Linked DNA regions of Canis lupus: region 2 is linked to region 1. Evidence: chromatin contacts called from public Hi-C data. All regions are on one chromosome and are shown on one strand. The core of a region is the stretch at or near the end of the contact, and the rest is flanking DNA. Distances in the headings are between cores, read along the strand shown. Region 1 holds the start of ZNF768 (zinc finger protein 768). Region 2 holds the start of LOC102151745 (sesquipedalian-1-like).

Evidence for each region. A called contact is a pair of places that touch in the nucleus more often than the background predicts.
Region 2: a Hi-C map of blood shows a contact between it and region 1, with 2.2 times the contacts expected there. The contact joins the promoter of LOC102151745 here to the promoter of ZNF768 in region 1. A contact is called at or near these places in 3 of 9 Hi-C or Micro-C datasets (amygdala and blood).

The regions. Positions count from the first base shown.
Region 1 is chr6:17,754,669-17,761,272 of UU_Cfam_GSD_1.0, forward strand. ZNF768 (zinc finger protein 768) reads left to right here and starts at 2,831. Exons shown (of 3, transcript XM_038539807.1): 1 at 2,831-3,609; 2 at 3,886-4,605; 3 at 4,889-6,604. The coding sequence starts at 4,518. The coding sequence ends at 6,465.
Region 2 is chr6:17,899,428-17,906,031 of UU_Cfam_GSD_1.0, forward strand. It overlaps LOC102151745 (sesquipedalian-1-like), which reads right to left and starts at 3,090. Exons shown (of 2, transcript XM_038539830.1): 1 at 2,796-3,090; 2 at 1,126-1,929. The coding sequence starts at 1,906. The coding sequence ends at 1,298. It overlaps CD2BP2 (CD2 antigen cytoplasmic tail-binding protein 2), which reads left to right and starts at 2,345. Exons shown (of 10, transcript XM_038539829.1): 1 at 2,345-2,463; 2 at 2,604-2,678; 3 at 2,788-2,933; 4 at 3,366-3,385; 5 at 3,469-3,572; 6 at 3,880-3,947; 7 at 4,071-4,228; 8 at 4,351-4,792; 9 at 4,874-4,983; 10 at 5,066-5,311. The coding sequence starts at 3,532. The coding sequence ends at 5,176. It overlaps TBC1D10B (TBC1 domain family member 10B), which reads left to right. Exons shown (of 9, transcript XM_038539823.1): 9 at 1-1,135. The coding sequence ends at 255.

The DNA.
Region 1 (6,604 bases), core at 1,581-4,080:
TTTGGGGTTAGTAGCCAAGGGAACTACTCAAGTGTATTCCCAAGCTGTGTTACTTGTGACTCCATTATTCATCTACCAGTTCTGCTGTGGTCAGAGTCCAGCCTTGTTCAGGTAATGAAGCAGCTAGCCATGAGCAGACCCGTTGATGCCTCCTTCACCTTCACTTCAAGGAGTAATAGCAGGGCCTTATGTCTTCTGCTGGCCTGCGTGTACCTGCCTTCTTCATCCAACTCTGCCCCATGTCTTGTCTGGCCTACCTTAAGAAGAAACCAGATTTGTCAACCTAGAGAAACTTCTAAAGAAGTAGAAACTTTTGGGAAAGGACACTGTTGAGTGAAATAATCAACTGAATCAATTGAATCAACTGAATTGAAATCAATTTAATTTTCAAATCTGACTTCACCAAGACCTGGCTTACCCTAAACTTTACTGGGAGGATTGGTTTATGTATCATCTTGTCACAAGGGGGAGGTAGAGTGAAAAGAGGTACCTTGGCAGCAGGAGCTACTTTTGTACCAGCTTTTAATTCCCTACAGAAGCCAGTGTACAACCCTTCCCTCGCCTCACCCTGAGCAGAGCCTGGGGAAAGCTCAGCCTGCAACACCAGTTGTCAGCTCAAGATTCAAAGCCAGATCTGGACCCTTCCCTCAGCTTGCCAATTAAAGGTACCATAATTACTACTTTCTCTGAGTGCTTTGAAGTTTGCAGGGCTTGCATAGGGCCCCAAAGTCAGACCCAGCTCCTCTGCTTCTTGCCCTCATGACCCAGCTTTCTGCCATTTTCTGATTTTTGAGTGTCACAAAATGCTTAAGCTTCAGCCTCACTCTCTTCTCAGTTACTCCTTTCTTGGCATGGATGGATACTGCTACCAGAGATGGGGCTCCCTTTTCTCTCTGCTACCCTAGTTCTTTGAGGCTCAGACCCTAAAGCACTTTAAGTCAGAAAGAGGGTTTTCCTAGGGCTTTCTTGGTACATCAGGAGAAATACTTGTCTGAACCAGACAAAATGAGGCCCATCCACAAGGCCAGAGTGAAATGTCAAGGTCATGACCACATGACTCATTCCCAACGTGTCCAAGCCATATAAAATAAGGACAAGTGTTGATCTGGGCTTGTGAAAAGATGTTTATGACTCAAAGAAGCAAAAACTTGCTCTAGACCGTATTTTTTTCCTTCCTTCCTTCCTAGATTTCATTTGAGAAAGCAGAGTGAGAGAGAGAGAAGGAGAGGACAAGTGGAGAGGGAAGGGGCAGAGGGAGAAGCAGGCTCCCTGCAGGGATCCTGACACAGGGCTCCATCCCAAGACCAGGATCATGACCAAGCTGAAGGTGGATGCCTAACTGACAGCCACCCATGCGCCCCTAGGCAATTATTTTTCAAAGTAAGGCCTTTCTGCCACAGAATCCCATTCAGTAACTAAAATGTAGTCTGCTCCCTGGGCTTTGTCTCTGGACTATTGAATCAGAATCTCCAGGGATGGAATCTTACACATGGTAATGATGCTCTGAACAAAATGTTACTTTCTAGCTGCTCTTAGTTTTGCAAACGCTTGAGGTCAAAGGATGACCTAGCCATATACAAAGACTCCCATTTTCTTTGTTCTTCTCAAAGGAGACTGTGCCATGGCTGAGCTCTTCCTGGGTACCTATATATCTTGAATATACGGAGGTCTCTTTGTAGCATCTGACAGATCCTCTTAGAGGGCCTGTCTGTTGCATGTAGGGTAAAAGCAGTTCACACAGGAGTCTCCCTCCCATTGAGGACCTATGCTCAAGTGTTGGCCAAGTTGGCTGGACCATAAGCCTTAGCTGCACACCAGGAATGATGCCATGGACAAAGTGGCCACCCAACTCAGAACACAAACACAGCTTTTCCTCACTAGTACACACTGGTAGAATAAGGTCAGTGGACTCCTGCCTTGAATTAGTTGGTACTGGGTCAAGCTGGAACCCACATCAGAGGATTCCCTTTCTTAGAGCCTCCACTGCTCTGGGTGAGTGGCAGAGAGAGGCTAGTTGCTTCTCAGGCCCATTGCATGGATAGGACTGGTGCTGGAGGAAGCTGCCTGGAAGTCAGCTACTCTTCTACTCTAGGCACTAGTGAGACTGAATTTCCATGTGGCAGTGTGGGTGCCAAAGCAGCTTGAAGCCTTGGCCTGACGTCTGCTACATGTGGGGCTATGGAGAGTACAGGTCATGGAATAGTGTCGGAGCTGTGGCTGGAGGCCTCGCCATCCCCTTTGTAGAGAGCAGCTTCTCTCCTGTGTAGATTTTCTGGTGGGTAAACAGGTTGGAGGTCAGATAAAAGTGTCTCATGAAGGAGACTTTTTTTTTTCTCGTTTGTGTGAGTGGTTTGGGAATGACCGGAGTATGCCCCGGGTCCTCTCCTTTCATAGTCTGCACACTTACAGGGGGTTCTGCCCTTGTGGGCCATCTAGTAGTGAACTATGTGAGCTGTTCTTCACACATGGTTGTAGGATAGACCGACTTTGGGGTGGGAGACAAGCATGGAGCTGGAAGCTCTTCCTCTGCAGGGGAGAAAACTACTCCTGCTTTATTTGTAGGAAGATAATTATGATTCTATTTATAAGCCTGTTTTCCCTAGGCTTCTACTACTTGCAATTCTCCAAATTCTTGTTCTCCTCTCTTTTCAGGAGAATGGAAGATGCCATCTTTCCTCCTAAACCAGTTTCTTCCCTTCATTTGTCTGAGAAGGCAACAAGATAACACAGCCATGGCTCCTGCATCACTCACACAGGGAGAATTTGGCTCATCAATTGTCAAGAACGCTACCAAAATACTTTCAGAAGCAAGGGCCTAAAAGGGGGTGGGGGTAGGGGCACAAGAATTCTCTTTCCAGTATCACTCTTCCCTTGCTTGATTCAAAGCTCCACCAAGGGCAGTGTTCCTCAGGTTCCCTTCTCAAGTTTCTGTCCAAGTCAGGGCTGGAGAGTTCTTAGCTCCCTTAAAGGCCAGATGGTTTTCTACTTCTCCTCCTGAACTCCACCACCCTCACCTAGAAGTAACTCCCATAAGATCCCTGCCTCTTTGTGAGAAAATCCAGGAACCTGGGACTAAGGCTCCCATCTCAGGGAAGGTGGAAGGGATAGGCAGGTAATAGAAAAGAAAGCAGCCCTCGCCTCTGCGGGAGCATCCGCCGACTGGCCCCTTCAGCACCAGGAACCTGTGGGAGAAAGGAAAGTACTGGGAAAGGAAGTATGCGGAAGACCTGGGGAGAAGGTTGTCTGTCTCCAGATCCCTTGGCTTTCTTCAGAGATAAGACGTAATGAAAGGTAAATGGGGGCGGGAAAAGTTCTGAAAGCACCAGCCCGACGACTGAAAGGGAGACGCCAGGCGCCTCCCTCTCAGCTCTCGGCGGGCACTTCTGACCACTGGGGTAGGTGGTCCCCCTCCAGCCAATCAGAAAGGTGCCTGGCGTTCCCTGGCGACCATTCAAGCCTATCAGTTGGTGAATAGCGCTAGGAGGCGGGACGATGAGAGCACGAGCTCCCCCGGCCAATCGCCGCACTCCCAGGGAGTTAGGGGCGGTGCTTCTGGAAACTGGAGGCGGAGCTGTTTCCTTGGCAACGATCCTAGCCCTCCAGGAGTCGGTAGGGTGGAGATTAGGAGGAGCAGAGAGGGGAGGGGGACAGGAGGAGTGGGGGTGGGCGCACCGGTGCGGAGGAGTAGAGTTCGGGGTGGCAGGGTGGGAATCCCTGGCTCAGGAGCTCAAGGCGGGGGGTCGGTCCGGGTTCCCGAGGCACGGCCGGAGCTGACCCCCAGGCCCAGGAGGGGAGGGGAGCTAGACACCGCCCCCGCTGGCGCCGGGAAGCGTCGCTCCTTCTCGCTGACCTTGGTCTCGATTGTCGCCTCGCCCTTGGCCACAGGCACTGACGGACGCAGGGCCCGGGTGACGGATAGATAGGCTCCTGGACGGATGGAGACCTAGGACACAGCACACAAACTACCCCAGCCTTTTCTGCCTGCTCCAGGGCGCCCCGTCCTCCCCCACCTGAACGCCGGGGCCATCCAGCCCAGGGTTAATGCCAACGAGTTTCCACCTCCAGCCGCTCCTAGAGAGGCCGTGGCGCTAGCCAGCGGGGGAAACTGGCCGCGGACGGACACTTCCTGTGCGGGGGGAGGAGGGGGTCGGATAGCCGCAGACCAGCCCGGGCTGGGGGGCCAGACGGCGGGGTCGCGGGCGGGGAGCGGCCTCCGGGGGCGGCAGGGCGAGTCGTGAAGACCCTCACCTCCGAGGCCACGACGCACGGGACCTTGGAGGGCCCCAGGGCAAGGCGAGACCTTGTGGGTGGGGGCGGGGCCGTGGGTAGGGGAGGGGCCCAGCCGGCTGGAGAGGCCCAGGGTCAAGACGTCCGGCCTCAGGGGCCCGGGCTGGGCAGCCGGGTCCCCTGGGCGGCGCTGAGCAGGCGGGCGGCGAGGGCCCGGGTCTCAGGGCACTCAGGCCTGGTCGCAGGATCGTCCGCCATCACCGCCACCGCCGCACTGGGAGCCGGCGGGGATGGAACGGGAGGCGTCGCCGTGGGGCCTCGAGCCCGGGGATGTGCAAAGTCCTGACGAACTGGGGAGCCCCGAAGGGTCCCTCAAAGGTGAGGGAGGGAGCGCCTCTCCGAGGAGCGTGCCTGGGGGCGGGAGGGGGGGCTGTGGGCCGTGGGAGGGGAAGGGAGCCGGGGGGCTTGGACACCTGGGACTTGGAGGCGGGGGCGGGGACTGGACGTCCCGGGTCGGCGGAGGGGGAGGTGGGAATTTCAGCACCTGCTCTAGGGCCAGCGACCCTGTTGGAGGAGGGAGAGGCTTGTGGCAACTAGTGGGACTAAATGACCTTCCAGACCGCACACAATCTGGGTTTTCTGTAACTCTCTGATCCTGCAGGCAACATGAGTGAGAATGAGGAAGAAGAAATGTCTCAACAAGAAGGCACTGGGGACTATGAGGTCGAAGAGATACCCTTTGGGCTGGATCCCCAGAGCCCTGGGTTTGAGCCGCAGAGCCCTGGGTTTGAATCCCAAAGCCCCAGGTTTGAGCCGGAAAGCCCAGGGTTTGAATCCCGAAGCCCTGGGTTTGTGCCCCCAAGCCCTGAATTTGCACCCAGAAGTCCTGACTCAGATTCTCAGAGCCCTGAGTTTGAACCCCAAAGTCCAAGGTATGAGCCCCAAAGCCCTGGCTATGAACCCAGGAGCCCTGGTTATGAACCCAAGAGTCCTGGGTATGAACCCAAAAGCCCTGGGTATGAACCCCGGAGTCCTGGGTATGAATCCCAGAGCCCAGGATATGAGCCCCAGAATCCTGAGTTCAAAACCCAAAGCCCTGAATTTGAAGCTCAAAGTTCCAAATTTGAGGAAGGTGCAGAGATGCTTCTGAATCCTGAAGAAAAGAGTCCTTTGAGCATCCCCTTGGGAGTCCACCCCTTGGACTCCTTCACCCAGGGGTTTGGGGAGGAGCCCACGGGGGGTCTGCCCCTAGGGCCACCTTTTGAGATGCCCACAGGGACCCTGCTGGCTACACCCCAGTTTGAGATGCTCCAAAATCCCCTGGGCCTGACAGGGGCCCTTCGGGGTCCAGGTCGGCGGGGTGGCCGGGCCAGGGGTGGGCAGGGCCCTCGGCCTAATATCTGTGGCATCTGTGGGAAGAGCTTCGGGCGGGGCTCCACCCTGATCCAGCACCAGCGCATCCATACGGGTGAGAAGCCCTATAAATGTGAGGTCTGTAGCAAGGCCTTCTCCCAGAGCTCTGACCTCATCAAACACCAGCGCACCCACACGGGCGAGCGGCCCTACAAGTGTCCCCGTTGTGGCAAGGCCTTCGCCGACAGCTCTTACCTGCTTCGCCACCAGCGTACCCACTCTGGTCAGAAGCCCTACAAGTGCCCGCACTGTGGCAAGGCCTTCGGTGACAGCTCCTACCTCCTGCGGCACCAGCGCACCCACAGCCACGAGCGGCCCTACAGCTGCCCCGAGTGCGGCAAGTGCTACAGCCAGAACTCTTCCCTCCGTAGTCACCAGAGGGTGCACACCGGGCAGAGGCCCTTCAGCTGTGGCATCTGTGGCAAGAGCTTCTCACAGCGCTCGGCACTTATCCCCCATGCCCGCAGCCACGCCCGTGAGAAGCCCTTCAAGTGCCCTGAGTGCGGCAAGCGCTTTGGCCAGAGCTCTGTGCTGGCCATCCATGCCCGCACCCACCTGCCAGGCCGTACCTACAGCTGCCCCGACTGCGGCAAGACCTTCAACCGCTCCTCCACGCTGATTCAGCACCAGCGCTCCCACACAGGCGAGCGGCCCTACCGGTGTGCCGTGTGCGGCAAGGGCTTCTGCCGCTCCTCCACACTGCTGCAGCACCACCGGGTGCACAGCGGGGAGCGGCCCTACAAGTGCGATGACTGTGGAAAAGCCTTCTCACAGAGCTCCGACCTCATCCGCCACCAGCGGACCCACGCAGCCGGCCGGCGCTGACCTGGGGCCCTGCCAGGGGTGGGGAGGTGATGGGCAGGAGAAACGGGCCAGGGAGCTGAGAAACCTTTAGAGGGAATAGTGGAAAACCTGGGGGAGGATGGAAGAGTTGAGGGCCAGGGTGGAGGAAGTTACGTGCCCT
Region 2 (6,604 bases), core at 1,840-4,339, 150 kb after region 1:
AAACAGGAAAAGGAACGTGAGAAGGAGCGGCAGAAACAGGAGAAAGAACGGGAAAAGCAAGAGAAGGAGCGGCAGAAGTGGGAAAAAGAGCAGGAGAAGGAGCAACAGAAGCAGGAGAAGGAGCGGCAGAAGCAGGAAAAGAAGGCCCAGGGCAGGAAGCTCTCACTGCGTCGAAAGGCAGATGGGCCCCCCACCCCCCAGGATGGTGGGGACAGGTCCTCGGCATCTGAGGCCCGGCAGGATGCTTACTTCTGACCTCTGTTTTGGGGCTGGACTGCATGACCTCCCTCTTTTTTCCTCAGTCCAGAGCAGGCCTGGCCTGGGGTGCTGCCCCAAGCCTCCTGGGCCAGTGGTCACTCTCTCTGGGGAAAGCAGTTGGCTCCCCATCTCCTTTGCCAGCCACTGGTCCCTACACAGCTGGGACAGTGGGAGCGCACTGGGCAGCCGCCTCTCCTTGGGACAGCCTCGAATAAGTCTGGAGCCCCTCACCTCCAGTTAGGTCCAGCTGGGGTCTCTGTCACTCCTGCCCCAATTCCCTCTGGGGTCCTTCCCAGGTGCAGTCCTGATTGGCCTTTAGTCACCTCAGGGGTGACTTGGCGATGGGAATCAGCAGTTTTCAGATTCTTACACTCCAGTTGCTCCCCTTTATCCGTGAGTGGAGCCGGGTTCCTTTTTCCCTGCAGCCCTGCCCATCTCCCCCTCTTCCTGCCTGGGGGCCAAAGCTCTCCTCGCTCTACTTTCGGACATCTCTGCGTTGTAATTATGTACAGAGGACCTGGTGGGTCCAGGGTGGGGGTGTTCGCTCTATCTTCTGTCCTTTAGTTCTCCTTCTACAATGTTCTTGCACTCATTTATTTAAGGGGACATGCCTTGGAACAGGAAATGCCCCCCCCCCCCAACCATCCTCCTTGCTCTCTTTCTTCTTCACCACCTTCCTGTGTATTCTCAGGCCTCTCCTGCTTTGTCTCACCAGGGTCCCCACCTTTTACATTGTTTCCCTCCAGCCCCTATCTGGGGAAGGGGTCTTCCCTTGAGCTCCAGGGGGTGGAACCCAATGTTTACATTCTCTTCTATCTCTGCTCCTATCCTATGCAGCGCTTTGAGGAATCAGAAAAGAACCTGCTGTTGTACCTGGGCCCGTCTCCTGCTTTGTTATTTGATAGAGGGGGTTAGAATAAGGACTGGGCAGGGGGTGGGAAACAGTGGAGCAGGCCAGGATCCAGGCATCTACCGAAGCTGTGGGCTGGTCTTGGCACGTGGGTACCTCTTGGCCTTTGGTCCACCTTTCAGTCACTCATCAGCTGCTGAGCTCCTGTTCCTCTTTTGCCTGGGATCTGCTGCCCCCATTGTTAGCCTGGGGCCCTCTACGCACCACCTGCAGCACCCGGATCTCCTTTCCAAAGTGCTCATGCAATTCCTGGAAGCTGGAGGGGATACCGAGGGTGGCAAGAAAGCCACAGTCCTCTGGGGGTGAGCTGGGCTCTTGGCCAGCTGCCTGGCACAGCTCCCGGTACTGGGCCTCCAGGGGGGGTAGTAGCGCCACCAGCCGCCTCCAGCTCGCCCCAGCTAGTGCCCACAGCCAGGCTCCCAGCTCTTCCTGGTTTTCTGCTGCCAATTTGTAGGCACGCCCAGCTGTTCCCTCAACCCTAGGGGTCAGTATGGTAAAGGCATAGGGTTCTGTGGCCCCAAGGCGTGGCTCCACCCGACAGTTTTCCAAGAGAATGAGGCCCAGGGGTGTGTGGTCCGCCTGGTTCTCCAGGTAGAAGAGGAGGTTTCCCCGGAGGATGAACCAGCGGCGTTGATAGCTGATATTTCGGGCTCCTTTCTTCAGCAAGATGCCCTCGCGGTCTGGAGCTTTTCTGTATCCACGGAAGAAATTGAGTACGGATTTCTGGTGCAGTTTCATGGTAGTCCAATCTGGGAGTAGACCTTGGGGGCAGGAGAGAGAGCTGGTCCTAGCCTAGTGGGATTTAAGAGTGTCCTCAAGAGTACAGGTCTTGCTCCCCCCCCCCCCCCCCAGCACTGGGGCCGACACCTCCCACCTACAGTTCTCCCCTTTGGGCTAGTTTACAGACCCTGGGCAGGGGCCGCTGGCCTGGACCCCTATTTGCTTGCGCCTGTAGTTGGAGAGACGCACTGTTGCCCTTTTCCAGGCCTACCTGAAATCAGGGCACAAGAAACTTCGGCCTGGGTACTGGACACAGGTACCACCGTCACCTTTCCGAGACGGCTCTTCCCACCTCTCAAACCAGGAACTCCCCAGGGGATAGGTGTCGGGTAAATGACTTCCCCCGGGTCCTAAAGAGACCTGTGTTCGGCAAGTGCCCCGGAACCACCCCGGGCCTCCAGGCTGGCCATCAGAACCGGGTCTTGCCTCGGGGAAAAGAGCAGGGCCGCACCTCGGGGTAGGAGTGGACTGGACTGGACGCTGAGTGGAAAGGAAGGGTTTCCAAGAAGATTCTGGTGAGGGGCGCAAAGCCCTTGGGCAACCCTGGGGAAAGTGATTCAACTATGGAAAGGGAAACGGGCCATTGTCCCACTTTGCTCCTCCATCATGGTCCTGGGCGCCCCTTTAAGTAGAGTGCGCTCTGCTTTCTCCCCAGAGCCTCTGACTGCTGTCGGAGGGAATCGAAACCGCATCCGGCCATCTCTCTCGTCTGATCGGGGCCTAGGCGTTCGTACGTCCCCTGTTCTCGCCATTGTCGCCCCACACTGATCACGTCACTCTGGGTTGGGCGGGGAGGTGTTTCCCGCTCACTGTGTACTTCCGCCCGCTTCTCCACTTAGTCCCCTACCCCGAGTGAAGCCACTTCCGGCCTTCTCCAGCGCCTTCCGCAGTTCCCTTCCGGGTGATGGCGGCCGCTGCCCCGGACGTAGCCGTGGGGAAAGCAGCTCTCTTTTTCCTTCCCCGCCGGCCTCCCGTCGATCTTTAGGTGAGCGCGCGCCGGTGGGGTCCTGGAATCCTCGCGGTTCTGCCGCCCCTCTGATTTGTACACTTAGCCCGGGACAGTTGGGGGTCACCCCTCGGAGCCGGGAGTTCGGCGCGGGGAAGAGGGGGTCGGCCAGGACGCCAGGTCCTGGGTCCGCCCGGGCCCCGCGGGCTCTGAGGGAGCTGGGGGTGTAGGAGCCGGTGTCAGCCCTCAGAGCCTCGTCGCACCCAGGACTGCGGGGGCCAGGAATGGGGGGGCATGTGTGGGGGGTCTGTCTCCTTTCGTCAAGGGTGGGGGTTGCCCGTGGGAAGCCCCTCCGCGCGTCCGCCTCTCCGGCCCCGCACCAGCAACTCTTTTGGACCAAACCAAGTCCCCGGGGCCTCCTGGCGGCCGACTTCCCTTTCGGCCCCTGACTCTGCACCCTCTCTTCCCAAGCTGGATCTAGTGCGTACCAGGTGATTATTTGTTGTGCTGGCGGCCCTTCGGCGGTGAGTAGCCTCGCCCAGTTCCCTTAATCTGCACCCTTTCCCTCGCTCAGCTTGGCGAAGGCCCCTCTGTGCAGGCATGCCAAAGAGGAAAGTGACCTTCCAAGGCGTAGGAGATGAGGATGATGAGGATGAAATCAGTGTCCCCAAGAAGAAGGTGAGGTGGCCAGACTCCTGTATTCTGGGGAGGAGTGAGGGCAGGGAGAAGGAACTGGAGGCTAGAAGAGAAAGAAAGCTGGTGGGGATAAAGCGGTGAAAGGTCTCGCTTTTTCCATGTTCTCTGGGAAATGGGTTTGGAGAATTTTCAGTCTGAGAAAGCTTTGAAGAAAAACCTTCCTAGAGTACTTTGAGGAATAGCCGCAAACCTGCATCTCTCAACTTGCTGGCTCCTCACAGCTGGTGGATCCTGTGGCTGGGGCAGGGGGTCCTGGGAGCCGCTTCAAAGGCAAACACTCTTTGGACAGTGATGAGGAGGATGATGATGATGAGGGGTCCAGCAAATACGACATCCTGGCCTCAGAGGATGTGGAAGGTGAGCTAAACCCAAGAATTGTTGCTGCTGGAGGAACAGATGGGGTTTCACGGGATATGGGGTGGAGAAGGCTCTTGTCTGTTTTTGCTTGCTCAGCCTGGGCCACCTGTGTCTTTGGTGCAGGTCAGGAAGCAGCCACACTCCCCAGTGAGGGAGGTGTGCGGATCACACCTTTCAACCTGCAGGAAGAGATGGAGGAAGGCCACTTTGATGCTGATGGCAATTACTTTCTGAACCGGGATGCTCAGATCCGAGATAGCTGGCTGGACAACATTGACTGGGTGTGGCCCAGGGGTTGACTTTGGCTGGGGACCTGGAGGCAGCAAGTGCTGGGCTTGTGCCCTGCTCACGGTTTGTAAGAGATAACCGACCCCCCCCCCCCCACCCCGTTTTCATATCACAGGTGAAGATCAAGGAGCGGCCACCTGATCAGCGCCCACCTTCAGACTCAGAGGAAGAAGACAGCCTGGGCCAGACACCAATGAGTGCCCAAGCCCTCCTGGAGGGCCTTCTGGAGCTGCTGTTACCCAGAGAGACAGTGGCCGGGGCACTGAGGCGTCTGGGGGCCCGAGGAGGAGGAGGTGGCAAAGGGGGCAGCAAGGGGGCTGGGCGGCCTAGTTCCCCTCAGCGCTTGGATCGGCTCTCTGGGTTGGCTGACCAGATGGTGGCCCGGGGCAACCTCGGTGTATATCAGGAGACAAGGGAACGGTTAGCCATGCGGCTGAAGGGGTTGGGGTCCCGGACTCAGGGACCCCCTGACCCCACACCCCCACCCTCTCTGGACATGTTTGCTGAGGAAGTGGCAGAGGGGGAGCTGGAGACCCCAACCCCCACACAGAGGGGAGGTAAGATCAGAAGGCAGAGGAGGGGTGTTGGGGCAGGAGGTAGGGCACTTGAGGGCCAGATGGCTTTGCCTGTTGTTTTAGAAGCAGAATTGAAAGGAGATGATGGTCTGGTGGACGTGATGTGGGAATATAAGTGGGAGAACACAGGGGATGCTGAGCTGTATGGGCCCTTCACCAGCACCCAGATGCAGGTAAGCCCTTTCCTGCTTCTACCACTACCCCCCTTCCCTTCTCCCATGAGTCTTTCCCCAGCTCTGCTTTCCTTTCCTGCAGACCTGGGTGAACGAAGGCTACTTCGCAGATGGTGTTTATTGCCGGAAGCTGGACCCTCCCGGTGGACAGTTCTACAACTCCAAACGCATTGACTTTGACCTCTACACCTGAGTCTGCTGAGGGCCCAGTTTGGTGGTCCCTTCTTTCCTTGACTCTGGAGGAGGCCCCAGCTGTCTCAGGCATTGAGGATTTTGGGGGCCACCTTTCAGTCCATTTTCCTTTCCCAATAAAAGCCTTTAGTTGTATGTTAGGGCCTTGGCTGTGCTGATGGCCAGGAGCTAAGGTGCTTCATAGCCCCTTTGGACTTGCCTCATGAAGTTCTTCTTGGGAGTGTTTGGTCACTTGAGCCACCTCACCTTTGTTTACCATTCCCAAGGTAGAGCCAGGGCTCCCAGGTGGCCTGTGGCCTTCCCACCTGGATTCTGCTCACCATCTCAAAAATCTCTTTGCTCACCTGCTGTTCTCCAGTACCCTCGGAGCAGGGTTCCTGTTTTGTTTTTCTGCAGTCCTGTTTTTAGAACTTTAGAGTCTCTAGCCAGTATAAGATGGAGCTTCAGAAGTAGAAATTTTTAGGCTTCAAAAGGGCTGAGACATATGCTGGGGGTGAGTGGGAAGCCTGGTACCCACTCCCTCCCCACCCCCTCGGGATCTCCAGCTCCTCAGGCGAAGTGTGAACTCCAGGCCACCTGGGCCAACCATTGAACAGACAAAGAGGGGCAGTGTCTCCCTGGAGCTCACACAGCAATCTGAGCATGACTTGACCCCATGGGTTTCTTGCCCAGACCTTTCTTGGCACCTTTGAGGCCCTGAAGCTTCCATTCCCTGGGCTCTCGTGGTGTGCCTGGTATGAGGCTAGTGCTTTGAAGGAACTCTCAATAACTAGGGAGCTGATCCACTTCCAGGAATTCAGATTCTGAAGAGTGGGGTCGGGAAGGAGACAGGTATCATTGAACCTGGACCTCCCACCTCTAACCAGTTTTGCCTTATGCCTCTTCTCTCATGCACCAGGTTAGGGGGAGTCCTCCACATTTCTACCTCGACTGTCCATTGGTGTCTCAGCAGGGCTGTAAAATTACTCCTCATGTTCTGAATGAATTGATCTAGGTAGTGGCTTGGTGGTTGGGACTTTGAAAAGCTTCCAGGTGATTCCAATGTGTGGATGAGTGGAAAACCATCGGGTGGGACTCCTGTGATTGGGTTCCACCTCAAGCGAGGGGCCTCTTCCCAAATCCTGCGGTGGTGGCAGAGGTGAACAGGTGTGGCCAGGGCTCCGCTGGAGTCTGTTACAGGACTGTGGAGCACCAGAGCCCCAGGTGGAAGGAGCCAGACTGGGAAGTAGGAAAGACAAGGACAGGGTGGGGATACTTGGTACTCCAGCAAGGTCTCCAACTTCTGTGATAATTAGGTCTGTGCTAGTGCCAGTCCAGACTTGGGTTTCACCGACTCCAAGATCCCTTCAGTTGTAAGAACTCTTTATGTGTCATTGAGGAAGAAAACCCTGCCAATTACATTTACGAGATGTCAATGATTAAAAGGTGC